Regions from separate parts of the Macaca mulatta genome. Here region 2 is linked to region 1. The links are chromatin contacts, called in public Hi-C maps. All regions are on one chromosome and are shown on one strand. The core of a region is the stretch at or near the end of the contact, and the rest is flanking DNA. Distances in the headings are between cores, read along the strand shown.

What was found. Hi-C and Micro-C count contacts between places; a contact is called where the count stands out from the background.
Region 2: a contact with region 1 is called in a Hi-C map of fetal cortex germinal zone, with 3 times the contacts expected there. The contact joins the promoter of TTC14 here to the promoter of USP13 in region 1. A contact is called at or near these places in 2 of 14 Hi-C or Micro-C datasets (fetal cortex germinal zone and fetal cortical plate).

Annotation. Positions count from the first base shown.
Region 1 is chr2:91,683,329-91,686,524 of T2T-MMU8v2.0, forward strand. USP13 (ubiquitin specific peptidase 13) reads left to right here and starts at 1,524. Exons shown (of 21, transcript NM_001265638.1): 1 at 1,524-1,757. The coding sequence starts at 1,590.
Region 2 is chr2:92,655,641-92,658,836 of T2T-MMU8v2.0, forward strand. TTC14 (tetratricopeptide repeat domain 14) reads left to right here and starts at 1,665. Exons shown (of 13, transcript XM_002802906.4): 1 at 1,665-1,924; 2 at 2,395-2,519; 3 at 2,629-2,828. The coding sequence starts at 1,764.

The DNA of each region.
Region 1 (3,196 bases), core at 274-2,773:
CTAACTCAATATATCTTTATCAGCCCAACGGATGAAAAACAGTGTCTCACTGATTTAATTTGCATTTAATCTAAGATTAAATTTTTAAGTTTCGTAAAACCAAGTCTATCTCTGTAATTGGAGAAAACATCATCCATGAACCTGAAAGGTAATAAGCTGATGAGACTAAATTCAAAGCAAAAGCTCGCTGAGAGTATCTGCCCCAATGATGAAGATGACAATAGTGTCTGATTTTTTGCTCAGTGCCACCTCCTCCGTTTCCAACAGATAGCATTTGGGAGTGATGAGTTATAAGAAAGTGTGGTGCGCTCCAAGCTTGCTTGAGGGTATGGAAATCTCGAGACAGGTCTGGAGAACCAGGGAGAGTTAACAGATAAATAATGTAAGAAAAAAAAAAAAAAAAAAAAAAGAACTTAAGGACTGTCTGATCTGGGAGAAGTTTACAAAAATTAGCGTTTTGGTTCACTATTTCTCGCTCTTTCGGCGTTTCATTAACTGGATACCCTGCTATGAATATATATATTGGGTGTAGTTAAGAGAACCTCTATGTCACTAAAACCGTCTTATGAGTTTTTTGGAGAAAATGAGAGGACGCTGGGAGACATGCTCTGCTTGCAAATGATCAACCCCCCAGCCCAATCCCATTCATCATTGATTTTGAGGAACTGATGAGTAAGACAGGAATATGTATGTTTGCCTACAAAATCCTCAAATCAGGCCACTGAATGTTCGACATGGGAACTTTGAATCACATAGAAGATACTCCAAAGGCCGAGAAAAATAGAAAGCCTCCCGACGCCCTGAAAAAATCTTGACCATCTCTGACTTCCTCCAATAAGAAAACCTATATTATTATTATACACACGCACACACACCCTCTATCCTCACTCGATCTTGTTCTATTCTATTTTTGAGCTTTGGATGTTAAAGTAAGGAACGAAGCTTAGTGGGGAAACACCGAAGTGCATGGCGCAAATTTAGATTTAAGCCTCACGTTAGATTCCAGATTTGCACATCGAGTCCTGCCCCTACCCAATCCGGGGACGTCACCGCTCTAGTCTTTGGCTGTTTTAAAAGCAAGCGGTTTTTAAAACCCCCAATCCTCCTCTTTGTGTTTGCCTCCTCGGAGTTGCCCCTCTGCAAGCCAAGAGTTCGGGATAGAAAACACCTACGTGGTGTTTTCCCGGGGCTCTCCCGCGCCGCAGTCGGCCGCCAGCCCGCTCGGGCTCCCGCGCCGACGCCTCAGGGGCTCGCCCTCCGACCCCGCCGCCGAGCCCGGCCCGCTCGCAGGGCCCCTCTCCAGCTCCCCCTCCCCGGCGCGCTGCGGCTGGCGCTCCCCAGCCCCGCCTGACGCTGCAGCTGGGCCGGAGACTCGCCATTGGATTAAAAATAGCAGCGTCGCCCGCCCGCCCCGAGCCCCCGGTGCCCGCTCCCGCCCTGCGGCCCGCTCTCCCCGCCCGCCCCGGCTCGCCCGGCTGCGGTCGCCCGCGCAGCCCGCGCGTCCGCCCGCTCGCTGGCGCCACCGCCGCCGGCGGACAGCGCGCTCCGGCTCCGGCTCGGCTCGCTCGGCTCCTGTGCGTGCCGAGGCCATGCAGCGCCGGGGCGCCCTGTTCGGCATGCCGGGCGGCAGCGGAGGCCGGAAGATGGCTGCAGGAGACATCGGCGAGCTGCTGGTGCCCCACATGCCCACGATCCGCGTGCCCAGGTCCGGCGACAGGGTCTACAAGAACGAGTGCGCCTTCTCCTACGACTCCCCCGTAAGTGAGGCGCCTCGGGGGAGGGTCGCGGGGCCGGCGGCCTGCGGCACGTGAAGCCGGGGGAGAAGATGCGCAGTGGCGGCCGGGGACCTCTTCTCTTTCTCTGGGCGGCAGAATTGGCTCAGGAGCACTGCAGTTCGGCAGACAGTGAGCGCCCCAGGGCTGCTGCAGCCGAGGACTGGTGGCTTTGCTCCTCCAGCCTCCCCAGGCTGGAAGGGCCCAATTCCCAGCAGCTTGCACACAGCCCCGCCGCCGTTTAAAGATAGATGAGGTCCAAGAGTTCCCTGTTCCGAACTGCACGTTGCAGATCGTTTGCGTCCTCCCCGGGGCAGAGCGCAGGGCGGGTAGGTGGACGGGATGATTCCCCCACACCCCCGGACACACAGCCCTTCCTTTTGTGGGACCACTTGCTTTGCTCAGGGATCCCCACTCCTGGACAATTCTGATTTGCTCTCTGAGCTTTTCTTCCACCACTTCCCATTTCACCCTACTCCTTTTCTTGCCTTTAGAATGTCAGGGCCGGGCGCGGTGGCTCACGTCTGTAATACCAGCACTTTAAGAGGCGGAGGCGGGCGGATCGCCTGAGGTCAGGAGTTCGAGACCAGCCTGGCTAATATGGCGAAACCCCGTCTTTACTTAAAACCCCCCCAAAATTAGCCGGGTGTGGTGGCGGGCGCCTGTAGTCCCAGCTACTCGGGAGGCTGAGGCTTGAGAATCGCTTGAACCGGGAAGGAGGAGGCCGTAGTGAGCCGAGATCGCGCCACTGTCCTCCAGCCTGGGCGACAAAGCGAGACTCCGTCTCAAAAAAAAAAAAAAAAAAAAAAGAAAAAGGAAAAGAAAAAAAAGGCAGACGAAACCTTCCGGTGCCTCCAATCGGGCAGCAGAAATAGGGGATCTACTGGATTGTGATGGTTTTCTTAAGCCTTTCCCCCTTACCCTTCTAAATGAGTCACTTGGACTGACATGCTCAAGTATAAATTATTAAAAGTTCAATCCCGAGTCGTGACCTCGGAGAATGGAGGAGGAAGCTGAGAGGGATCGCCGCCTTCTACCCGGGGCGGTTGGTGGTGGTTTTCACCTGGTTCTATGTGAAAGTGTGAGAAGCAGCAGGAGGGTGAATGTCCCTTTCAAAAGTCAAAATAGGCTTCAAAGTGACTCAGCTGTCTGGCGTTTATCATGTCTTTTTGAGGACCAAGTTATTTTTATCCACCCACTTTAGATCTCATATGTCACCCGGCAGATCTCAATGCATTGGAAGGCGCATGGATTGGATGGACCGAGGCAGGTCTTGCAATTGTCCAATACCTTTGATTCATAGTATGTGGAGTATTGTCAGAGGGGAAAAGAAAAGTCCAAATGAGCGGCAACATTTCCAAAGTTTCCTTTATTATCTGTGGGTTGATTTTGGCTGGCTGCAAAGGATTTTTGCTCGATACACA
Region 2 (3,196 bases), core at 415-2,914, 970 kb after region 1:
TCTCTAGAGTTATGGCTTAAAACCAGTCTGTACCATTTATTAAAGTTGATATGCCTATAGAAGCTTGAAATTTATTTATTTATTTATTTATTTTGAGATGGAGTCTCCCTCAGGCACCCAGGCTGGACTGCAGTGGTACGATCTCTGTTCATTACAACCTCTGACCGCCGGGTTCAAGCGATTCTCGTGCCTCCGCCTCCCGAGTAGCTGGGACTACAAGCATGAGCCAGCACACCCGGCTAATTGTTGTATTTTTAGTAGAGATGGGGTTTCGCCAGGGTGGCCAGGTTGGTCTCTGAACTCCTGACCTCAAGTGATCTGCCCTCGGCCTCCCAAAGTGCTGGGATTACAGGTGTGAGCCACCACGCCCAGCCCAAATTTATCTTTTACAGTTGCATTCTTGTTTGTTGCATTTTCTCAAATTTCATTAAACTGTTTACCTATTTGCCTAGGTTTTCCACAAAACAGTGTGTCACTATCGATTATGTTCTGGACTAGATTTCCTATACAAAAGTGGTAACACAGTGAAGGGCAAGTTGATTTCCTCAAAGACACATGGTGGGAAGCGAGGAGAATAACTGCCACCGTTTGTTTCTGCTCAAGAGGACTATACTGAACTATTTGCACTTCACATATTTAAATGGTACAAATTTTTTACTGGAATAAAATGAAGCTACATGATCTCAAAATTAGGGTTGAGGCCTTCTATATGATAAAGTACACAATCCAGCAACTCTGCCTGAGAAGATCAATTAATACTTCATTTGGAACCCTAACTCTAGCCTCTTACTATCTGTGTGACATTGAGCAATTTACTGAGACTCTCTGAGCATGTTTCCTCGTCTTCTAAAATGAAAAAGTACAATAGCTATCGTAGTGGTTGGGTTCTCAAGTCAATAAGTAAGGGGATGGAGGACCTAAGTTGAAATTCCCTTTGAAAATCACTTCAATTGTCCATAAGTACAGTATATTGACTTTTGCGTACACATCACTATACAGTAGGTCCTACAGACACTAAATTTTGAGCAACCATTGAGATAAACTAAATAAGAAATGAATGTATACATTACAGTTACTGTAACACTTGAATGGCATATGCACATGTCGAGACATTAAAGCCATCCTGGTTTTAGAACTCACAATCACTAACAGTACATGGGGTATGGATGGAGAATACCACTCCAGGTGCTTAACAAATGTCCGTGTCCTTCCTTCCTTCTGCACGTTAAAAGACCTGGAAACGTTCCCGGAGCAGCCGGCTGAATGCGGTTACGTCAGAGACATAGGTATTGGTTTACGCAGAGTACTTCGAGGGAAGAAGCTTGTGCGACTCGTTTGGGGTTCTTACCCTGGCATTGGCACTTAGAAGCACCTTGATGAATACGAAAAGGAATTATTGTTTACCCTAGGTTAGCGCTCGAGCTATTTCGACGCAATAGCGACTCCACGTACATTTGAAAAATCAAACTTCTCACATACATCACTTCCTGGAAGCCCTATTCAGACTTTAGCCCAAGCAATGCTGAGCCCAATCCTTCGGCCTTCCGTAGTCTCGCTCGGTTTCGCGAGACCGAGGCTGAGCTCCGCACCGCCGCCGTGGGGGGGGGCCCAGAACACTTCCGGGTGTAACTGGTTGTGCTCTCTGTGTACTTCCGGGAGCCTCTAGACTGTGTCTTCTGCTTCCCGTACCACCGGGCTCAAGTAGCGGACACGGAACCGGGAACCATCAGCCCGTCAGCCTCCGGGCCCTGCAGTCTCTAGCCATGGACCGGGACCTTCTGCGGCAGTCGCTAAATTGCCATGGGTCTTCTTTGCTCTCTCTACTCCGGAGCGAACAGCAGGATAATCCACACTTCCGGAGCCTCCTGGGGTCGGCCGCCGAGCCAACCCGGGGCCCGCCGCCCCAGCAACCGTTGCAGGGCAGGTAAATGCAACGTTGGTGCCACTGCGTCACGGGAGAGGGGACGCAGCTCTGGAAGCCACTACCGCAGCCCCGAGTCTGCGTCTAGAGGAAGTGGAGGCGCGGCCATGAGCACAGGAGGATCGCGCGCTGGTGCCTTGGGCTGGGTGGAGGGAGGGCGCTCTTGAGGTGTGCAATGCGGTTTGCGGGGTGAACTTTTTCTATGGCACTGCTTGCTAGAGGCGCAGATTCCTTAGCTAAAATCCCGTGAGCTTTCGTATCTGGGTTGGAGGCGTCATTTTTTAAGTTTCCCCGTTCTCCACCTCCAGGTTGGTTAATGAGGGAATGCCTAGTTAAAACTTTTTCTCTGAGATTGTATGATCTGGAACTTGGGATGGAGAGGAATGGCCGATGAAAGCCGTAAGCAGAAGGTTAGAGTTTGTAAAAAGGCTTTGCAGATAAACCAATTTTCGTATTTTTTTTTTCTTTTTAAGAAAAGAGAAGAGAGTTGACAACATCGAGATACAGAAATTCATCTCCAAAAAAGCAGATCTGCTTTTTGCACTTTCCTGGAAATCAGATGCACCTGCAACTTCTGAAATTAATGAAGATAGTGAAGGTGAGTTTAGCCTTAAAACCTTTAAGATTGCCGTTCTGTTTAACAGTACTTCAGGTGAAACGGAACTCAAAACTATCGTTAGTGATTTTGTTAATTTTTTTTTTTTTAGATCATTATGCAGTCATGCCACCTTTAGAGCAATTCATGGAGATACCTAGTATGGATCGAAGAGAGCTGTTTTTCCGAGATATTGAGCGTGGTGATATAGTGATTGGAAGAATTAGTTCTGTTCGGGAATTCGGTTTTTTCATGGTGTTGATCTGTTTAGGAAGTGGTATCATGAGAGATATAGCCCACTTAGAAATCACGGTAAGTTATTTTTGTTATTTGGATTGCTTCTGTTTTTGTTAATTCACCTCAATGCAAGAATTATATCTTTGCATGCAGTTGTGCTCAAGTATACCTGCCAAGATACTTTTGGAAATTAAATGTTAATTGGAGAAAAATCGTTAACAAAAATTAGTGAAAGTTACCCAGTTTGTCCCTCCAATTCTGGTTTTGGGGAGTTTTTAGATTTAAACTCTGGTTGGCAGGCACAGTGTCCTTTTTTAAGTACTCAAAGAGGTATCAGTGGACGTAGTGAGGTTGATTGGTATTCAGACTTATTTCTTGTAGTTGAACATATGTATTCTTAATATTTGGCATTGTATATTTTCATGTGGATAATTTAGAAATTT